Regions from separate parts of the Sus scrofa genome. Here all the other regions are linked to region 3. Evidence: chromatin contacts called from public Hi-C and promoter capture Hi-C data. All regions are on one chromosome and are shown on one strand. The core of a region is the stretch at or near the end of the contact, and the rest is flanking DNA. Distances in the headings are between cores, read along the strand shown. Region 1 holds the start of LOC110261034 (myeloid cell surface antigen CD33-like). Region 2 holds the start of PRPF31 (U4/U6 small nuclear ribonucleoprotein Prp31). Region 3 holds the start of ZNF331 (zinc finger protein 331).

Region 1 (2,700 bases), core at 65-2,564, 870 kb before region 3:
TGGACAGGTCAGGTTTGATGTGCCTGTTAAGCATCTTCCCTTTGAAGACTTGATCAACCCCAGGCTGGGTCAGGAGCCCCCTCTGGGCTAGCAGAGCCCCTTGTATGCCTCCATCTGCACTGGATCTCGACTCTACCCTTCATGGTGACAGGTGTGTACTGTACTGTGAGCCTGGAGGGGGGAGGGGGGAAGGCCCTCCCAGTCCCCTCGGAGAACAAAGGGAAGGCAACATGTGACATCAGCACCTGTGTGCACATGCACGATTCTGTAACAAGGTGCCATAACCTGAATCCATGGATCTATAACTGTCCACTCAGAAATTACAGAATGTATGTTACCTTATAAGGGGGACAAAGAGACCAAAGCAGGGAAAAAAATAATCATAATAACGGAGGATATGTAAGACCACGCCCCACTGTGTTGGAGGCTCAGCCTTTGGATATGAACCTGCTAAGCCAGTGCGGGCACGAATATATGCTGTTGCCTGGCAAAAAGGTCTCGGTGTCCTGTCTCCCTGTGCGTAAGTCCTGCAACAAGCCCAATAAACGCAGGGACAGGGTCTGCTTCCTCCACCACTGACCTCCCCTGCCTCGAGGTGGACTTGGCACAGGATGGGTGCTCAGTAAAGTTCTGAGGGATGAGGGAATGATAAATGCCCCCGGAAAACGGGGCCCAGGCCTCAGGGATGCCTCCGGATTGCAGCCTTGTCAGAAGGACCCATGGGATGTAACATCATTCTATCAGGACAGAGTAGGGGCAATGCGGACGTACCCAGCTAGAGTCAGGGGCAGGGAAATGGTCGAAACTCAACCTGAGGGGGGGAGGGAGGGTGCGGGCCAGAGACAGGCCAGGCCGCAGGGTCCGAAGGGGGATGGTGGCCAGAAGGCCTCTGGGATAACAGGCGCTGGGAAAACTGAGGCGAGTGTCATCACTCCCACAGAGACCTTCAACCCTCAGACGACACCGCAACAAAGAGCGGGCGCTCACGGGCGGACCAACTCGAGGCGGGGGAATACTCACCTGAGGAGAACTCGGGGGTGGATCGTCCAAACCGTCTGACACGCGGAACTCCGGCACGGAAGTGGATCCGGAGACTACAACTCCCAAAAGACCTTGGAGGCTGCCTTGCCTACGGCTCCCAGAATCCCATGCAACGGCTCCTGAGGCACTTATGGTTACCAGGTCCTCTTGGCTTACAACTCCCAGCAACCTTTGTGGCCCCATTTTTCACTCTGCCTACCGCTCCCAAAATGCACTGCCGCATGCACCGCCCTCTTTCTTTTCTGCGCCTGCGCAGGGGGCAAAGGCCGTAGCGCATGCGTTATTTTGCTGTGGTAGTGCTCTCTCACCGTGCTGGACGCTTAAAAGGCGAAGTGACTGTGTTAAAATTATATATTTTTGTAGCTAGGCTTTTATAGGGATTATAGAGCATAATGTTTTTACCCTCTGCGATGGGGTTTCGGTGGGAACCGAAGGTTTGGTCGCGTGTGTAAAAAGAGGAGATGGGACATGCGCAGTACAGAGATTCTGAGAGGAGCGGTTCGCCCTGGATGCACGCGTGCCCTGCAGGACTGGTTCATGGTGCGCCTGAGCGTGTCGGCTGGGGAGAGGGAGCAGTGTGTTTGAGAGCCGAGGCCTCTGCGCGTGCGTCAGCCGTCGACACTCCGTCTTCTGAAGAGTGTTCCAAAGACTCAGATTCCTGAAACCCACCAGTCCCCACGCCCAGTGTCATAGAGACTCAGAGTTTCAGAAACTCAGACCCTTGAACTAAAGGAGCCAAGAGACCGGGGACTCGAGAGGCAGCTCTCACCAACCAGCACATCTGTCATATTGAACCTCTTGGATCCAGACATAGGGTCTCTGTTCTTTGTGATCAGCCCCCCCTGCCCTGCCCCCCGCCAGAGATGCAGTCAGCGCTTAACTCTGAATCAGCACCGCGGACAGCACACACCCCTCCTCCCTTTCCAACCCAGGAGCCAGAGCACGTCCTGGGCAGAGGCCCCATCCCTGCTGGGGTAGAGGTGGGGTTGGTCACAAACAGATCACAGAACTTGGTAGCTGGTGGAGGATTCCCAGCACAGTGGTAAAGTGAGAACGTAACACCTGCGAGCCCAAGATTATCTGCAGAACTCACATCCCTTGTGACTGCCTGAGAGCCCTTACTTGGCCTGTACCTCTCTGAGAACTCCCTTTCCAGTCCAGAAGAGCTAGAACTCCACCCATCCCTGGCCTTTGCTGCCCTCATCACAGGCACTTTCGCTATGGCATTGGATTGCCAGGTAACCTGCCTTCCAACCGGATGTTACTTTCCTCAGAGACAAGGGCTGGATCTTTACTAGAAACCTGAAGGCACAGTGTAGACGACTGGTGAATGAATGAAATTTCCTCTCTCACCTCACGGTAAGTGTTGACATTTCTTACCTCTAAAATTAATATAAACTTCCTGGGAAATCCCTGGTGCCTCAGTGGGTTAAGGATCTGGCATTGTCAGATATGGCACAAGTTCCATCCTCAGCCTTGGAATTTCCACATATATTGGGCATAGCCAAAAAAAAAAAAAAAGTTCCCATTGTGTCTCAGCGGGTCAAGAACCCAACATGGTCTCCCTGAAGATACAGGTTCGAATCCTGGCCTTGCTCAGTGGGTTGGGGATCCGACAAGGAACTTCCGTATGCCACGTGTATGGCCATAAACAGGGAA
Region 2 (2,700 bases), core at 46-2,545, 600 kb before region 3:
CCACTGAGTGAGGCCAGGGAGCGAACCTGCATCCTCATGAATGCTAGTCAGATTCCTTTCCACTGAGCCACGATGGGAACTCCACAAGTATCTCTTCTTATCCTCTGTTTCCTCACTAAACTAAGCAAAACTAGGGACCGTATCTGTCTGTTCATCTCTGTATCTCCACCAACTAGCAGAATATCTACCATATACTAGGTATTCAGGAAATAATCGGCAGGGAGTTCCCTCTGGTTGCAGTAGGTTAAGTAACCAGCGTTGCCACAACTGCGTGGCTCAGATTGATCCTTGGCCTCGAACTTCCTTATGTCACCGGTACAGCCAAAAGAAAGAAAGAAAGAAAGAAAAGAAAGGAGGGAAGGAGAAAGGAAGAAAGATTCAGTAAATAAGTGAATGAGCAATTTTATGTAATCCTTTAACCCACCTCAATATGGTCTCCTCTCTCTGAGTCTCTGAATATATAACTTTTTCATCCCTAAAGTAGGGACACAGATGCTATTTCCTGCAGCGTGGATCTTCTCCGACACCAAGACTAGAGCCTAACCCGCTGTTGTTATACATCTTATGAACTCTTTGTTGGCTTCAACACTTAAGAGGCTCTAAATGTCTAACATTTTGTTTAATATCCATCTTCCCCATCAAGCGAAAATTTCAATGAAACTAGGCACTAAGTCCGTACTCTTCATTGCGCGCTACTCCCACTGCCCAGCGCAGCACCTGGCACGTAGCAGGTACCACATCCTCGCTGGATTCCAGCCAACCTCTCCAGCCGCAGCCCCCACCACTAGTCCTTCTCACATTTTTTCTTTCACCAACTTCTTCCCCTCACTTTAACCGGCTCAACACCTTCCTCATCCTTCGGTTCTCATTCTACATTCTGCACCCCACTCCAGAGTGCCTAGGTTGCTTGGTGAAACACATCCCATGCGCCCTGTGTGGACCCTAAGGCGCTTCACACGTTGGTGATTTTTTAAGTAATGACTTGTTTAATCCTGTCTCCCCAGGCACCATGGAAAGCGCTAAGGGCGCTGAGAAATTTTTTTTGGCCCCAAAGCCGTAACACTGTAGGAGCATATGAAGCCTCTGGGTAGTCGGTCGACACTTTCACACTTCCTCCTCTAGACCCAGGAATCCGACCTCCCGCCCTCCTCTCGTCCCCATCACACTCACCTCTTTCCCCCTCGCAGAACCGTTCCTAGGAAATAGGCGTTCCAACAGCGGTCGACGCTCACTGATGACGTCTTACCCTTGCGCCGTCGTCGAGGCAAAGCTGCGCTCTGATTGGCCCACGCCCCGCGTCGTTCCCGGCCGCGTTTGGAACAACAACTTTATTAACACTTCCCGCTAGGCAGAGAATGGGTGAGCAGGCGGTAGAGGGGGCTTGTTTGGCTCGTGGCCCTCTGTGAACTGAGTCTGATCAGCGGAGAATCGCCGTAGTCTGACCACAGGGTGTCAAGACAAGAATAAAGGCGACGGCAACTCAGGCGACTGGTGGAGACGTTCGACGAGAAAGCAAGGCCTTTATGCCGGGAGTCGGCGTGGGGTTGGACGGTTTGGGGAGCGGAGCCGGAGATCGGAAACTACAGCTCCCAGTAGGCGTAGCGGCGAAGTCCCGGATGTGGTGGCCGTGAAGCCTGATGGGACCGGTAGTTTTGCCAACGATTTAACCTAGCGGTTTGAGATTGGACCTCCTGAGGCCTGAGGCGCTCGGAGCCGGAGAGAGATGGAGCTGGAGCAGAGAGAGGGGTGAGTGGCTTTGGGGGAAACTACGAATCCCAAAAAACCTTGCGGCTGCGTAATGGCAGTCTTCTGCGTTGAGGACTGACGGGGATTGCAGTTCCTGCAGCACTTTAGCTTAGAACTCTTTTAGGGACTGGGGTCCGTATTCCAGCCTCCTGGGTTGGGGGTGGAGGGTGGGGAAGCTACGGGTTTAGACTCCTGATAGGAGAGACGACGAGGTTGGGGGCCGGGACTCCTGGATTTGAGTGAGGGATGGGGGGCTGGAAGCCCCGGTGATACTCGAGGAGGAAGAGTCTGGAGGTCTAGATTCCTGGATCCTGGGAAGGGTGTGCTGGGGGCCAGGGCCTGAGGAAGGAGAATCTAGCAGCCTGGACGCCTAGATCCGGGGAAGAAATGGTTGGGGCTCAAACTCTTGTGGATCCTGGGAAGAGGGGGCTGGGGGCTCCGGACTTCTGCGTCTGAGGGAGGAGGGGGCTGGCGGCTTGGCACCTGGTCTGAGGGAGGAGGGACTAGGTGCGGAGGTTCAGGGATCCTGAGTCCCCTGACCCTACAGGACCATGGCAGCCGTGGGCTTTGAAGAGTTCTCGGCGCCGCCAGGCTCAGAGTTGGCGCTGCCTCCGCTGTTCGGTGGTCACATCCTGGAGAGCGAGCTTGAAACAGAAGTGGAGTTTGTGTCTGGGGGTCTGGGCGGCTCCGGGCTCCGGGAGCGAGATGAAGAGGAAGAGGCAGCGCGGGGCCGCCGGCGCCGCCAGCGGGAACTAAATCGCAGGAAGTATCAGGCACTAGGTCGGCGCTGCCGGGAGATCGAGCAGGTAGGTGAGTGTGGATTCCCCCGTTTTGAGGTCCCCTGGCCTTAATTACCAGTCCCTCCGGGCCGCTGCCTGTCTAGATGCCCAGCCTTTCTTGCGTAACTGAATGAATCTTCCATCCATTTATTTATTCACTGAACAGCTAATATGT
Region 3 (2,700 bases), core at 83-2,582:
GGAGACAGCTGGCATGGGGTTAAAAGAGGATAGAATCAGACACTAGGGCTTTTCTGGAGCACAGACTACATCAGAAAATATCCTCCAATGCCCCACCTGTTCCCACGTCTTATCTTAAACCAATCAGAAATAAGAGGGCACTGAGATCTCAGAATTTCGGAGATCCCTGGTGACTAGGCTCTAATAATTGGAGTTCTGAAATATGTAGCTGTCTTCTACCCCCAGCTACCTGGTCAGGGTCCTCTCCCATCCGAAAAGGGGATCTTCTTCCCGAGGCTTTTTCACCCTGTCACTCAGGTAACCTGAATTTGAGATGGCGAGCACCTATGGCTCTGAGATTGCCATCTCACGACTATGTCTGTGCCATTCTTGTCATTTTCATCACAGGGTTCAGGCTTTGACTTGTATTCGGGGCCACTGTCCCCAAACAAGGACCAGAAGGTTGGAACGTGAAGGGAGAGGGAGCAGCAGAAACATGAGAGCTACAGGTTACACTGTCACACACAACCGTGCTCACTCAATCCGCGGCCACACATCCAAACACAATCCTGCACCTGTCACAGCCAAGCGATGGCACAAACCACCATGAGACACCCCTTGACTCTGTCACAAGAACTGACGCCCACGCCAGAGACATGGTGTGTGTCTCTGCCAATCCCACTTAAGTGCAAAGGCTCATCTCAGCCGCCGAGACACATCTGGGCCCCGCCACCCACGCAGGGCCCACGCGCATGTAACTCACGCAGAGCAGAGTGGCCGAGTCACAGCCCGTCACAGCCTAGCCGCGTCCCCCTTCCAGATGCCCACGCGACGCACAGCCACGGGGATGGCGCCGAGTCGCGCCCCCCGCCCCCCGCCCACACTCACGCGCAAGTGCGTCACCAGTACAGGTACCCGGCCTGTCTCCCTCGCCGACGCTCACGCGCGCGTCTCGCTCTATGCACACGGCTGAGCCCGATCCGCGCGCGCGCGCACACACACACACACACACACACACACACACACACACACACACACACTCGCACTTCCTCCGCAGCCGCTCCCGGGAGCCAGAGGCCGAGGCTCTGTTTCGGGCCTCTCCGCCTCTCTTTCACCGCAGTCGCCCGCCGCGTTCCGTGCTGGTGTCCTCCTGGGATGCTACTAACTCACCGCTTGGGGCCTAACAACCAACAGGGCGTCCGGAGCGAGCGCGAGCGTTGAGGTTATCTCCAGACACCGTCACCAGGAAACCAGAGCTTTAAAAAAAAAAAAAGAAAGAAAAAAAAAAAAAAAATCTTCGCGCAGAAAGCGCATCTTCCGGCATGCAACTGGGCGAGTTTCTACTGGGGGCGGTGCTCCAGAGCCTTCTGGGACATGTAGTCTAGAAACCCAGAGATCCGCGGAGCTGAACACTCAATGGCTCGCTTACCCAGCATGCAACCCCTCAAGAGGCAGGAGTGGAGCTGTGCCTCAGAGGTTTCTGGGAAATGTAGTTCGCATCTCGGGGGCGCTAGACAAGGCCTTCAGAAGGCGTCTCCCCTACCCCTAAAGGAGCGCTGTACCTCCAGACTTGGAGGGAATGCGTTTCAGAGCCGCGGAATTTCAAAATGCTGGGAGCTTTGCCAGCTCTTCGGATTTCTTTTCTCCTTTTCTTCTTTTAATGCGAGAAAAGCATACAAATTTTATTACGTTCTTTCATGTACATGGGGGCTTTCAGAAGAGGATGAAAACCTGAAGATATGTCCACAGCAGGAAGCTTTTATACCTTTGAGACAAAGAAACGATGAATTGTGAAGTATTGACAGTGCTCCGGGCTAGTGATAGACCTATTACGGCCTGATAACTCTTATCTTCATGTAATGAGGTTTGTTTGAGAGTCCTCTGATGCCATCTGTCTACATTTATTATTAATTAATTAATTAATTTTTAGGGCCACACCCGTGGCATATGGAGGGGGGTCTAATTGGAGCTGTTGCCGCTGACCTACACCACAGCTCAGGGCAACACCAGATCCTTAACCCACTGAGGGAGGCCAGGGATCGAACCCACAACCTCATGGTTCCTAGTTGGATTCATTTCTGCTGTGCCAACATGGGAACTCCCAGTCTATCGTCATTTAAAGAATTTACTTTCTGCCTTTTGACAGAGAAGGGGCTCTTTTGTGTGTTTACTGCTTTTAAAGAAGGTTTAATTATTTTTTTCTTTTTAGGGCCGCACCCATATCATATGTAAGTTCCTAGGCTAGGGGTAGAAATGGAGCTGAAGCTGCCTAAGTCACAGCTATAGCAACGTAGAAACGTAGAATCTGCGACCCACACCACAGCTCATGGCAACCCTGGATCCTTAACCCACTGAAAAAGGCAGGGGATCAAACTGGAGTCCTCATGGAGACCATTTGGGTTCTTTACTGCTGAGCAACAACCGGAACTCCCTCAAAGTAATTTTTATGTCAAAGAAGCATGTTTTGGGGTGACATACCTGGTTTCCTTAAGTAATGATGCAGGCATTGTTTTTGATAAGGAGGGCCATGAAATCTTTCTGTAAGTGTTCTCTTTTCGTATACTATGCCGCTTTATACTGTTTATAAAGTTTAGTTTAAGTCTGTCTACTGTGAGTCAGTAGTATTCATGTATTTTCTAAGGTTCCTGTGATGTGAAAAACTTTGTGTTAAGATCTCGTTCCATCTTATTAACAGCTTTGCTGTGAAAGAGCTCAGTTTCC

The links. Promoter capture Hi-C pulls out the DNA fragments that hold promoters and counts their contacts. Hi-C and Micro-C count contacts between places; a contact is called where the count stands out from the background.
Region 1: a contact with region 3 is called in a Hi-C map of liver, with 10 times the contacts expected there. The contact joins the promoter of LOC110261034 here to the promoter of ZNF331 in region 3. A contact is called at or near these places in 1 of 5 promoter capture datasets (liver) and 3 of 47 Hi-C or Micro-C datasets (heart right ventricle and liver).
Region 2: a promoter capture Hi-C map of liver shows a contact between it and region 3, with 5 times the contacts expected there. The contact joins the promoter of PRPF31 here to the promoter of ZNF331 in region 3. A contact is called at or near these places in 1 of 5 promoter capture datasets (liver) and 3 of 47 Hi-C or Micro-C datasets (heart right ventricle and liver).

Annotation. Positions count from the first base shown.
Region 1 is chr6:55,744,550-55,747,249 of Sscrofa11.1, forward strand. LOC110261034 (myeloid cell surface antigen CD33-like) reads left to right here and starts at 1,315. Exons shown (of 6, transcript XM_021094852.1): 1 at 1,315-2,400. The coding sequence starts at 2,376. CTU1 (cytoplasmic tRNA 2-thiolation protein 1) reads right to left here and starts at 1,194. Exons shown (of 4, transcript XM_021094859.1): 1 at 1,021-1,194.
Region 2 is chr6:56,010,212-56,012,911 of Sscrofa11.1, forward strand. PRPF31 (U4/U6 small nuclear ribonucleoprotein Prp31) reads right to left here and starts at 1,296. Exons shown (of 14, transcript XM_003127413.5): 1 at 1,171-1,296. TFPT (TCF3 fusion partner) reads left to right here and starts at 1,285. Exons shown (of 6, transcript XM_021094886.1): 1 at 1,285-1,746; 2 at 2,294-2,552. The coding sequence starts at 1,724.
Region 3 is chr6:56,610,115-56,612,814 of Sscrofa11.1, forward strand. ZNF331 (zinc finger protein 331) reads right to left here and starts at 1,333. Exons shown (of 5, transcript XM_021097273.1): 1 at 1,150-1,333.